Linked DNA regions of Mus musculus: regions 1, 3 and 4 are each linked to region 2. A link is a contact called in public ChIA-PET and promoter capture Hi-C data. All regions are on one chromosome and are shown on one strand. The core of a region is the stretch at or near the end of the contact, and the rest is flanking DNA. Distances in the headings are between cores, read along the strand shown.

Region 1 (2,700 bases), core at 6-2,505, 490 kb after region 2:
TTTGACTCTGTTTTCCTCTGTGCAGGTCTAGCAAGTGACACGGCACTGAGCTGAAGATCACAGTTCTGTAACTTTAGCTATTCTTCTGGGGGAAGGGGCATCCGGAAGAAGATACAATCAAGGCAGAGCTTACATCTGTGAGCTGGCTGCCCCTGGAGAAGAAAAGAAATAGACTTTAATTTGTTGAATGAAAATATTTTAAAAATCCCCAAAGAAATGGCAATTGTCTATAAATCTAAAGATTCTACATTCGGAACAGTAAGGAAGGCTGGTTGCCCAAATAAGGGTGAGGTTGGTTTCTGCCAATACTCCCTGCTTGGTGCATGGGGGTACACAGTTTTCTCCTCTCAGGCTCCCATAGCAGAAAGCTCTTTCCAGTCACACACATAAACAAAGGGATCTTCATAAGAGGCCAAGCTCAAAGGCCGGTCATGCAACTTCTGAAGCAAACTTCACGGGCCTGCAATGTGTGTTGTTTCTGCTTGCACAGAGGAAGCCCTGATGTGCTCGCTGGCTCGACAAAGAAAGGCATTATTGAAAACCCAGGACAGGGAGGACTGTGGCCCCAACACCAGATGTGCCAGGGCAGGGAAAGGCTTTTAATTAACAAAGCTCACTCTTTCCAGTAGCCCACTGACCATTACTAGAAGCAGGGGTCTGCACTTGCTCTGCCACTGCTAAATGCTCTGGCCACAGCATCCCACCCCAGTCCCCAGAGACACCTGTAGCTCTTCCACACGCCAGATACAAACTCCTCCAGAAGCCCGGGGCTTTCAGTATTAGTGTGACTCAGCCATGCAACTTAGAGTGCATCCATATAATAGCATCTAAGGTCTAGGCTGTCACTCATACCAGGTCACCCTCTCCAGCACCGGATCATGACTTTACAACCTCAGTCTCTCCCTGTAGACATGCCACTAAGCACCTCTGTCTTCAGATACCAGACACAGACACAGAGGGTTAGCGAAAAGCCCTCAGCAACACTAGAGGGAAATTCTAGTTATCCTGCGAGGGCCGCACTCCTCTGAAGCACTGGCCTCAGAGTGAGCCTGCAACCTAGCTAGCCTGGGGTAGCAGGCGCTCAGCGCGGCCTCTGCTTCCTCCCGCTCCTGGCCGGCCTCACCAGCAGTTGAGCTTCCGCACGTTGTGCAGCTCCGAAGCCTTGGCTCGGGACAGGACCATCTTTCGTGTCAGCTTCATGGTGGCCACAGGGCCGCGGGCCCGGCCGCCCTCCGCTGTACACTCGGCTAGCGGGAGAGGCCTGCGCAGCGGCGCGTCTCCAGGGGCGGGGCCCGCGTTTCTAGGGGCGGAGCCTGAGGTCCCATTGGCAGTCAGGCGAGAGGGCGGAAGCGCGCCGGCGAAGCGGGACGGCCCGACTTCCGTGATACGCGATTCCGCCCCGCCCCTTTGGCGGCCCGCCGGTCCTGCGCATGCACGAGGCTCCGGGCTTTGCTGCCTGGGGACCGCTGGTCTCTGCATCCCGTGTTTGCGTGCGCGGGAAGGGCGGCCCTTAGGATTCCAGTGTGCAAGAGTCTGAGATGGGCTGGCTTGGGTGAGAAAGGCGCCGGTGTGTGAGGGACTCGGGACGCCTGGCTGGTCTCGGAGACATCGAGGACAGAAAAGGTCGAGTCGGGAAGGGTGACAGAGTCCTCGTAGTGGATGCCAGCAGAAACCCTCCTGGCATGCTTGCTCCGGATCCTAATCCCTGCCATGGCCCTGGTCACCACTGAGCCCTCACCCATTTCTGCTTGACCCCAAATCGGGGATTTGTGTTACATAACAGCTAATCCACAACCAGACGATGACTGACACTTGTAATTGATGCACTCAGAGGCTGAGGCAGGAGGATTGCCTGAGCCAGTTTCTGGCAAGACTGGCTCATACAGACATTATCTCAAAAGACAAAGCCGAGTAGTGGGGGCTTGGGGAGGGACTGAAGAAACAGTTAAGAGCGCTGGCTGCTTTTCCAGGGCACTCATATGGCCGGATCACAACCTTATGTAACTCTAGTTCCAGGGGACTCAATGCCCCTCTTTTGGCCTCCTTGCGCACCAGACAGGTCACTTGGGTTGCACACACATGCAAGCATAACACTCATATGTAGAAAAACAAAACGAACAAAACAAAAACCTTAAAAACAAACAAACAAACAAACAAATAGAAAATAGACGTTATGTTTTTGAAAGTCAGTACTGTGCCTGTGGTTGTCAGTGTGCATTTTAAGTAATCACAAATGAATTTTTGTTTTGTTTTCTTCTGGAGAAAACAGATCTCCAGAAGAAAACAAAACGAAAGATTGTAGGTTGAAATCTTCATATCTTTTTCTATCCTACAGATTACACCGGGACAGGCACTGGGTACTTCAGGCCCTTTAGGTAATAAACTGCCCTTGATGAAGTATTCTAGGGCTCTATTGTCTGTCTGACCACCCTGGTCTGCCTTTACCAAAAACAAGTGAAATGGTTCAGTAGGTAACAGTACTGGACGCACAAACCTAAAAACCATAGTTTGCACCCTGGAACCCACAGTGGAAAGAGAGCGGACGCTGAAGATTTAGCCTCTGGCGGGCCATTCATTACCATCAGGAACAATAAGGCCTGAGCTGAGAGATACAGCTTAGCCACCAGTGTGGTGGGAAGAATTTTATAGGCTCAGTTCAGCCACGTTTAAAGAGGTCTGCTGGCCGCTCCAATGGAGGCC
Region 2 (2,700 bases), core at 111-2,610:
TCCCAGGGGCTTCATAACCAGGAAGCCTAGACAAACTAAGAGAGAACTTCCGGGTCCTAGTAGGGTATCTAAGTAAATGAATACATAAAATAAATCCAAGGCAGTTCCAGGTGTGGTGGCATACACCTTTAATCCTGGCACTCAAGTTAGGTGGGTCTCTGAGTTCAAAGCCAGCTTGGCTTAGATAGTGAGCTGGATCAGGGAGAGAGACATCATGAGACCTTGTCTCAAAAAAGCTAAAGAAAAGCTCAAAGTGAATTGCCCCTCCCTAAGTATAACACCAGAGGTCTTCTATACACATACACAAACACAGAAATGCCGGGATTATAAATGTACACCATTGCTCCAGGCTAGCAAGATTCAGTTACAAGAAATGTTTAGCACATACATAGTATCCAGCAAACGTTACTATCAGCAAGCAATTAATTATTCCTCCAATGTACTTCCATTTAGTTGATTCCAGTCAAGCCTTCCTAACAACTTGGTTCTTCTTTACAGCTTTTCTGGTGCTGGGGCCTTGGTATGCACCCCACCAACGGAGCCTCAAAACCACTTCCTTTTTCTGATCTGTTCCCCAAGCAATGGGAATGTTCCTTTCTCTTCAGAGCAGATCTGGTCCCCAGTACTCTCTCTCACCAAGATAAAGCAAACTTGACATACTGGCCTGTGCCACTGATCTGTGACCCTGGTGTGTCCGTGACCACAGGAGTGCCAAGTGTAGGTCTGGAGATGGGACAGGAAGAGAGGTGCGCTTTCCCTAGGACTGAGAGGACTTGGTGGGTAGTGAAGAGGGGAAGACCAGTGCAGCCCCTTCAAATCTGTCCCCATGAGTGGCTCTAAGCAGACTTGAGCCTAGAGAAGATCTCTTATTATATTGAGAAGGGGCACGTGACTCCTGACTCAGGGTAGCCTGAGATCAGATGCCTGTGAGCCCTACTGGGTCTGGGATTCCACGCAGGCCGCGTGGCTGGAAAGGATCTCCTGATCTCTGAGGGTCTTCAGGCTCTGGAGCTCAGTGGAAACTCTTTGGACAGCAGCTCCGGAGTATGCCACCCATGGAGTGATCAGCGCCGCGGGCCAAGGAGGTGGAACAGTGTGTACTGAAAGTACCGTGCTGTGGAGTGTGATACAGGCGAACCCCCTGACGCACAGACAGATCTGCAAAAAGGGATGTGAGGCCACGTGATGGAGCACAGAGGAAGGAGCTCATGTGCTGGATTCCACAGGTCCCGTTGCCCGGAGGGGCGGGGCCTGCGTGAGGCACCGCCTTCAGCCCGCCCCTCGCCGCGCGGGACTCGCGGGTTAGCAGCCGGCCTGTTGAGGTCAGAGGAGGCGGGGAGCGCGTCCAAGCCTAGCGACTGCGCGTGCTTAAAGCGCTCGGAGCAGAATCCGAGCGAGCGGCCTGAGCAACCCCAGCCTGTGACACCACCTGGACCACGCGCCACTACAGCTTTCCCGGCATGGAGGGCGAATGCCGGGTGCTCTCCATCCAGAGCCATGTTGTCCGTGGCTACGTGGGTAACAGAGCGGCCATGTTCCCTCTGCAGGTATGCGCTCCACTGCTTATGTAACCGGGCCGGGCTGCTCACTTGCGGGTCTACGGGTTCGCTGCGTGGCCTTTTCCGACTAATGACCTTGGCCCCCTGTGGCCATCCTTTTGGGTCCCTATTGAGCGCTGGGCGCGCTGAGGGCAGATCCTGGCGCAGGCAGGCCGGGGGCGTGGACTACCCTGGGGAGCTTACAGCGGGGTGGTGCAGGTGGCACGAAGCCCCCTGCCCGGCTGTGGCGCACACGGTAGCGCCTGAGGGTCCCTGTTGCTTCCGTCTGCCTGACCAACAGTGGGCAGGGGCTTCCCGAAGCGTTAAAATGCTGAGCTGGGAGAATCCTTTCCTTTGGGAGCGCGGAGAGCCTCTTGGTAGACACATTGGCTAGTGATTGCTCGCTCTCTGCAGACATCCACGTTCTGCTTCTACCCATTCTATGAACTTGGACCAAGGAGGAAGCTGGGCCCACGCTTGGGTCTGAACACTCTTAGGGTGGTCTGTCACCCGCAGAGATGGGGCTGGAACTCTGCACCTCCCGCGTGCTTGCTTTTATTCCTAAAAGACAGCATAGTTTGCTGAGTTTGGCTTTGGAAGCAACCTGTTAGAAGGGCTGTAGCCTTTTCTTCCCAGATCCTATCTCCTGTGAGATGTGTGATGAATGAGGCTATCTCTGATCATTTCTGGCAGGTGGTGCTTCCTGCTTGTGACTGGTTGCCCTTGGAGGGAACCAGGTTGTCATGGGCATTAGAATAGGGGTCATAGGCAATATCAGCTGACTGGAGCTTCCTTGCCTGGCCGGTCCAGCAGGAAGATTGGGCTGGCCTGGGCAACCAGGTGGTGGCCTCTTGCAATGTATCTTTTTTGGCTGGTCACTGAGCAGGGTGGCAGGTCCCCGTTCCCCTTCCGCTCATGTCTAGCCATTAAACTGATTCCTGGGAGATGTTAGGGTGTAGCCTCTGGCTACCATGGACCTGAAAGAAGGACTTGGAAGGAAAACAGGTGGCTGGAACTGCATTTAAGGACAATAGAGGACTGTCCTGAATCAGGCTTGCTTGCCAGACAAATAGAGCAATTGATTGTTATTATACAGCATAGGAGATCAAAGTCTGTAGGCAAGGGCAGTTGCTGAGTGTTTGAGCGCCTGTTGGTTGATAAA
Region 3 (2,700 bases), core at 34-2,533, 380 kb after region 2:
GGCACCTGGGTGCTGCCAGTCAGGTTCTACCTCCTGTAGTCAGTATTGCCACAGTGTGCAGGGGAGGGGAGGGGCCGAGGAGTCAGGGCAGGCAGGTGAAGGACCATCCCGAACATCACATGATCTGGATGACTCTCCTCACTCCTCTAAGGGCCACTGTGCTGGGGAGCAGTGTGCAGTGCCTAGGTCCTTGGTAGTGTTTGCCAGTTGCATTGGATCAAAGTCAGGATTCTCCCAAAATCCAGCCCTGCTGACCTCTGCCTGGGCAACCGTTTGTGATTATGTGGTCAGAGCAACTCATGCCCCTCTCTGGAATATCAAGCTGGGAACCACTCATGAAAAGACAGCCTGTGCTGCCACACTGTCCTTAGGGTCCTGGAGAGCCCAGCAGAAGAGTGAGATCCTGGGAGGACACCTGGCCTGGCCTGCACTTACCTGCTAGGAACTTCATTTTAATGCCTGGTCCCTCCCAAGACCTCCTGTAACTGCCAGGGGATGGAGCGGCTATAATCTCCTAGCCTTCTAATGCTAGGCTACTGGTAAGCCCACTCATGCTGGCTCACCTAAGGCATGGCGTGTTCCCCAGTTCCAGAGCTGGATGCTCTTGGCAGGTGGTCTTTGGCCTCAAGCACCTGTGTTCTGCAAGGCTCTTCCTGAGAGTTTTTCCCTATGTCTCTCATTTTCAAGCCAAGCATCTTGTCATTTTTCTGTCACCTGAGGGGCTGAGTTCAGTGGATACAGGAATGGCAGATGCCAAGAACCAGTTCGCCCATCTCTGTGTGCCAAACGCTTTCAAGACGCATCTCAAGCCCTGTCGGATGGACTTGGTCCCAGCTGGCAATGGGTACCACTGTTCCCAGCACCCTCTGGGGGATTTCTACTCTGTAGATCTTCCCCAGAGCCCCAGAGCCCAAGGTAGGGGCAGTCTCATCCCAGCCCAGGTAAAAGAAGAGGACCGCTCAAGTCCCTCATCCAGAAGTAGTCCTGTGTCTCTAAACCTTTTCTCATGGCTTCCCCCAGAGAATGAACATTCAGGCCCAGCCAGGCCAGTGCTTTGACACATCTGATCATTACCTGATGGCCCTTACAGGGATTCCCCCAGCTAGGCAAATGGGTGCCACCCACCTGTTCACAAAGGGTCTGTCTTCTGGGATACCCAGCCCCTTGCTGTGTTCAGACCTCTTAAGACTTTTTCAGGAAATGAAACTCCCATGTTCCAGCAGCACCGGCAGGCTTTGAGACCTCAGCAGAAAGGTCTTGTCCTATACGGATCCTGGGTCTACAAAAGTGCCCACTTCCTCTTTCAGGCCAGAGAAGCAGACAGGAACTCAACATCTACTGCACTCACTCTTGAGTGACAGGCGCGCGCACACACACACACACACACACACACACACACACACACTCCATCCCCTCCCCCTCTCTCCACCTTAGTAAACCCCAGTGACGTCCTTAGTGAGGTGCCTCATGGATCCTAGTCCTGATCCCTTGTCCTGATTTTTTTTTTTTAAGAAGAAAACAATTCCAGCCATCTCCTTCCACAGCGCAAAGGGACTGACCTCTGACCTGTACCCAAGGCATCACCTAGACCATGTCCTGTACACAGCAGTTCCTCGGTGTGCCCTTGCTGTCTCATATTCCTCTTGTCTTTGCTAGAGACCCGGCTTACCCTATCCCAACAGATGCTACTTGGACCATTCATCCCAGCCTCCAGGAGTCCGGGCTGACTGCTTCCTCCTGGTCACTGGGGAACACTGATAAAAGTAGAGATTGTGACATAACCTTTTCCGGAACCGATCACAATGACTCAAAAGGAAGCTTGTTTTGGTTTTTCTTGTTTGGTTTTTTTCTCCCCAAATTAGTATATGAGTGGAGAAGCCAACCAGTTACTAAACAAAAGCTGAGCATCCAGAGCAGGACAGCCTCGCCCTCCCTCCCCCAGGTCTAAACGGACCCCCACCCCCACCCCGGAAGTATGAGGTGCTCAGCTTCTACAGCAGAACAGTGCCTCAGCCACTCAAGGGCTTGGAAAGTCCCTCCAGGTCTCTGATGCTGGTTTTCGGGCCACAGTTCAACAACAGTGTGACAATCATCTTTCAGAGTAGTGCAACTGACCTGGAGCTAGACCACCCACCAGGGGTCTAGCCTCATGATGGTGGCTACAGCTCCTGGTATGGAGTGAGGAGTTGGCTCACAGTTCACCAGTGCCAGTTTGACCCTAGAAGTTCATATCAGGGGCTGGAGAGGTGGCTCAGCGGAAGAACTGGCTATTCTTCCGAAGGTCCTGAGTTCAAATCCCAGCAACCACATGGTGGCTCACAACCACCCATAATAAGATCTGACACCCTCTTCTGAAGACAGCTACAGTGTACTTATTTATAATAACAAATAAATCTTTGAGCTGGATCGAGCAGGGACTGAGCGAGCTGGGTTGACCAGAATGAGCAGGGCTACTGGAGCAAGTGGGACCAATCAGAGCGAGCAGGGGTCCTAAAATTCAATTCCCAACAACCACATGAAGGCTCACAACCATCTGTACAACTACAGTGTACTCATATACATAAAATAAATAAATCTTTTTTTAAAAGACATTAAAAAAAAGAAGATGTTCGTATCAGGTGGTCCCCATGAAACTGCCACAGACGCCTCCCTCAACCCAGTTCCTCATATTGTATGAGGTGTCACAAAGATAGGGGTGCT
Region 4 (2,700 bases), core at 15-2,514, 420 kb after region 2:
CCAGCCACCTCTGAGCACAGAGGTAGGCCATGTGTCCTTTTCACCCACTATCACACAGGATGAACCATCTCCACTGTCCTGCTAAAATCTTCCACTCTACTCCCCCAGCCCTCAGCCAAGGACAGATGGGGTTCCCAGCGGGGTCCACTGTCCAGCCAGTTACAGAGGTCTCCTATTGTGGCTACCCAGAGGTGCCAGCAGGTCTGGACAGCCAGGCTGTGGCTAGAGCACTATTTTGGCTCCTCCCTCCCCTTCTCTCTTCCCCTCCCCTCTCCTCCCCCAGTTATTTTATTTTATTATTTTCTTTTATGTGTTTAAGTGCCTTGCTTGCATGATGTATATTTGGTCACCACATTCATGCAGTGCCAGTAGGAGCCAAAGAGGGCATCAGATGCTCTGGAACCGGAGTTACAAAGGGTTGTGAGCCATCCTGTGGGTGTTGAGAAACAAGCCCAAGTGCTCTGCAAGAGGAACAAGTGCTCTTACCACTGAGCCATCTCTCTGGCCCCTCTCTTTTTAAGTTCAGTGTGTGTGTGTGTGTGTGTGTGTGTGTGTGTGCGTGTGCGTGCATTCTCGCTTGCATATGTACATGTGTATGGAATAGTGAATATAGGGTGTTTTCTTCAATTGTTCACCTAACTTCTTTTTTAAAAAAATTCAGTTTCTCTGCGTAGGGTTTCTGTCTGTGTAGCCCTGGCTGCCCTGGAACTCACTTTTTAGACCAAGTTGGCCTCAAACTCACAGAGATCCGCCTGTCTCTGCCTCCCTAGTGCTGGCACTAAAGGCGTGAGCCACCACACTCAGCTTTCCATGTAATATTTTGAGGCAGGTTCTATCCCTGAACCTTGCTTGAGCTTATCCATTCAGTTAGTTGCCTGGTCAGTGAGCTCTACAGCCACTCCTGTCTTTGCTTCCCCACACAGGCAATTTGTCCACAGAGCCATCTTTCCCGCCAGTCCCGGTTTTTAACCCATAAACAGATCCTCTGTAGGGAGACTGGAGAGACAACTTTCCCGCTTCCTCTATCCCGAGGCCAGGCAGCTGCACTGGATCTCACAAAGAAAGAGTATCAGAGCGTCCTGAACCCAAAGGCAGGGCAGTCTCTAGCCCAGCTTTCGAAAGCTGGGCCCTGATTGGCTCTAGGCTAAACAACAGCCTCTGTTCTTTCCTGGTTGAAAGTATAACAGAGTCGCTGAGCAAGACAAACGTCGCCTTTCCGCCGCTGGGGAGTAAATATAAACGCTTACAGGTGCCTCTCCGGATAGCACCACGACACCCAAGGAAGGGAGAAGGGAACGCAAGCGCGCGTGGGCCAGCAGGGGGCGCCGAGGCGCAGCCCCTGTGAGGAAGATGGCAGGTGGGGATGGAATGCTACGCCGTCTGCTGAGGCTGCACCGCACCGAGATCGCGGTGGCCATAGACAGTGCCTTTCCGCTGCTGCATGCTCTAGCCGACCACGACGTGGTCCCTGAGGACAAGTTCCAGGTGGGCTCCAGTCCCGCCCCCGGTGCCTCTCATTCTCCCCACTCCTCCACCCGCAGACTAGGTGTTCCCTCCCAACCTCAGCCAAAACCCATACTATACCCATACCCTCCCCCTACCAGCCAAGGAGTGGTCCCAAGCCCTCCTCAGGAGACCTCTCCAGATCAAGTCCCAGGTGAGTTCCCTAACCTCACACCCTATGCCCCCTAACTGCTCCAGGGCCCAGGGATAGACAGGAATAGGCAAGTCTCCCTTATCCCAAAGAGGCAGGAGTTGGAGAATGATATGCCCAGGTGCCCAATGCTGTCACTGCAGGAGACGCTCCGTCTGAAGGAGAAGGAAGGCTGCCCCCAGGCCTTCCACGCCCTGCTGTCCTGGCTCCTGACCCGGGACAGTGGGGCCATCCTGGATTTCTGGAGGATTCTCTTTAAGGACTACAATCTGGAGCGGTACAGCCGCCTGCATAGCATCCTGGACGGCTTCCCAAAAGGTGGGCGTGTGCTGATTGATGCTGGAGCTGATGCTCAGCCAATGGGTAGCATCGGGGATATGGATACAAGTCGGCCCATGTTTTCAGGGAGCCACTAGAACTTGGGCAGATCCTAAGAAGCAAAGGGCAGAGGTCTGCTCTTTCTCGTCCTCAAGAGTGCCCCATTCTAGAGCTCACCCTGAAGATAAGGCTTTAAGACAGGACCATTGTTCCTGCCCCTGAGCTGCAGATGTGGACCTAAACCAGTCCCGGAAAGGGAGAAAGCCCCTTGCTGGTCCCAAGGCCGCGGTACTGCCACCCAGACCCCCCACCAAGAGAAAAGCACTGGAGGAGCCTCGAGCCACCCCACCAGCAACTCTGGCCTCAAAGAGCGTCTCCAGCCCAGGTACACTCAAGAGGAGCTAGCCAGGGTTGCTGGGCCCTCCCCAACCGGCTCTTAGGAGCTTCTGTCTTACTGACACCACCCCAGGGCCAGCCTGCCAGGGTCACAGAGTCACCTCTGAGCCCTCAGACCTGAGCATTGGAGGAGGCCCACAGCCTCTCAGCGTCTTACTGTCCCAAAGGCTGAGTTTCTGGGCGGTGAGGCAGGCAGGTGGTTTTGATTTCCTTTCTGTTGAAGAAGGAAACAGCCCATCACAGCTTAAGAACCGTCGATCTGACCCTTACCAGCTGCTCTCTCTCCCATCCTCACTTTCTACCCTGGATCCGTCAACATGACCCCAGCCCAG

The links. Promoter capture Hi-C pulls out the DNA fragments that hold promoters and counts their contacts. ChIA-PET counts read pairs in DNA pulled down with a chosen protein or histone mark. Capture Hi-C pulls out chosen DNA fragments and counts their contacts.
Region 1: a promoter capture Hi-C map of embryonic stem cells shows a contact between it and region 2, with 3 times the contacts expected there. The contact joins the promoter of Cfap410 here to the promoter of Pdxk in region 2. A contact is called at or near these places in 2 of 39 promoter capture datasets (both in embryonic stem cells), 3 of 115 datasets of contacts at active chromatin or transcription factors (large pre-B cells, pancreatic cancer cells and regulatory T cells) and 1 of 9 other capture datasets (liver).
Region 3: an RNA polymerase II ChIA-PET map of memory CD8 T cells shows a contact between it and region 2, with 17 read pairs. The contact joins the enhancer-like site here to the promoter of Pdxk in region 2. A contact is called at or near these places in 1 of 39 promoter capture datasets (pre-B cells), 3 of 115 datasets of contacts at active chromatin or transcription factors (embryonic stem cells, memory CD8 T cells and pancreatic cancer cells) and 3 of 9 other capture datasets (adipose tissue, embryonic stem cells and liver).
Region 4: a contact with region 2 is called in a promoter capture Hi-C map of liver. The contact joins the promoter of Aire here to the promoter of Pdxk in region 2. A contact is called at or near these places in 1 of 39 promoter capture datasets (embryonic stem cells), 3 of 115 datasets of contacts at active chromatin or transcription factors (all in embryonic stem cells) and 3 of 9 other capture datasets (embryonic stem cells, liver and pancreatic islet).

What each region holds. Positions count from the first base shown.
Region 1 is chr10:77,977,205-77,979,904 of GRCm38.p6, reverse strand. Cfap410 (cilia and flagella associated protein 410) reads right to left here and starts at 1,255. Exons shown (of 7, transcript NM_026431.2): 1 at 1,124-1,255; 2 at 134-152. The coding sequence starts at 1,200.
Region 2 is chr10:78,463,608-78,466,307 of GRCm38.p6, reverse strand. It overlaps Pdxk (pyridoxal (pyridoxine, vitamin B6) kinase), which reads left to right and starts at 1,360. Exons shown (of 11, transcript NM_172134.2): 1 at 1,360-1,547. The coding sequence starts at 1,461.
Region 3 is chr10:78,085,879-78,088,578 of GRCm38.p6, reverse strand. No RefSeq gene overlaps it. Among named protein-coding and RNA genes, the nearest start is that of Gm30039, 5.7 kb to the left of the region's middle. Within about 2 kb of position 1,283, at least 125 of the 459 cell types and tissues checked have an H3K27ac peak or open chromatin away from gene starts, as enhancers often do. A contact at or near this core is called in adipose tissue and memory CD8 T cells, where this site is marked.
Region 4 is chr10:78,042,174-78,044,873 of GRCm38.p6, reverse strand. It overlaps Aire (autoimmune regulator (autoimmune polyendocrinopathy candidiasis ectodermal dystrophy)), which reads left to right and starts at 1,264. Exons shown (of 14, transcript NM_009646.2): 1 at 1,264-1,485; 2 at 1,798-1,972; 3 at 2,202-2,357. The coding sequence starts at 1,351. It also overlaps a transcript of Dnmt3l not described here.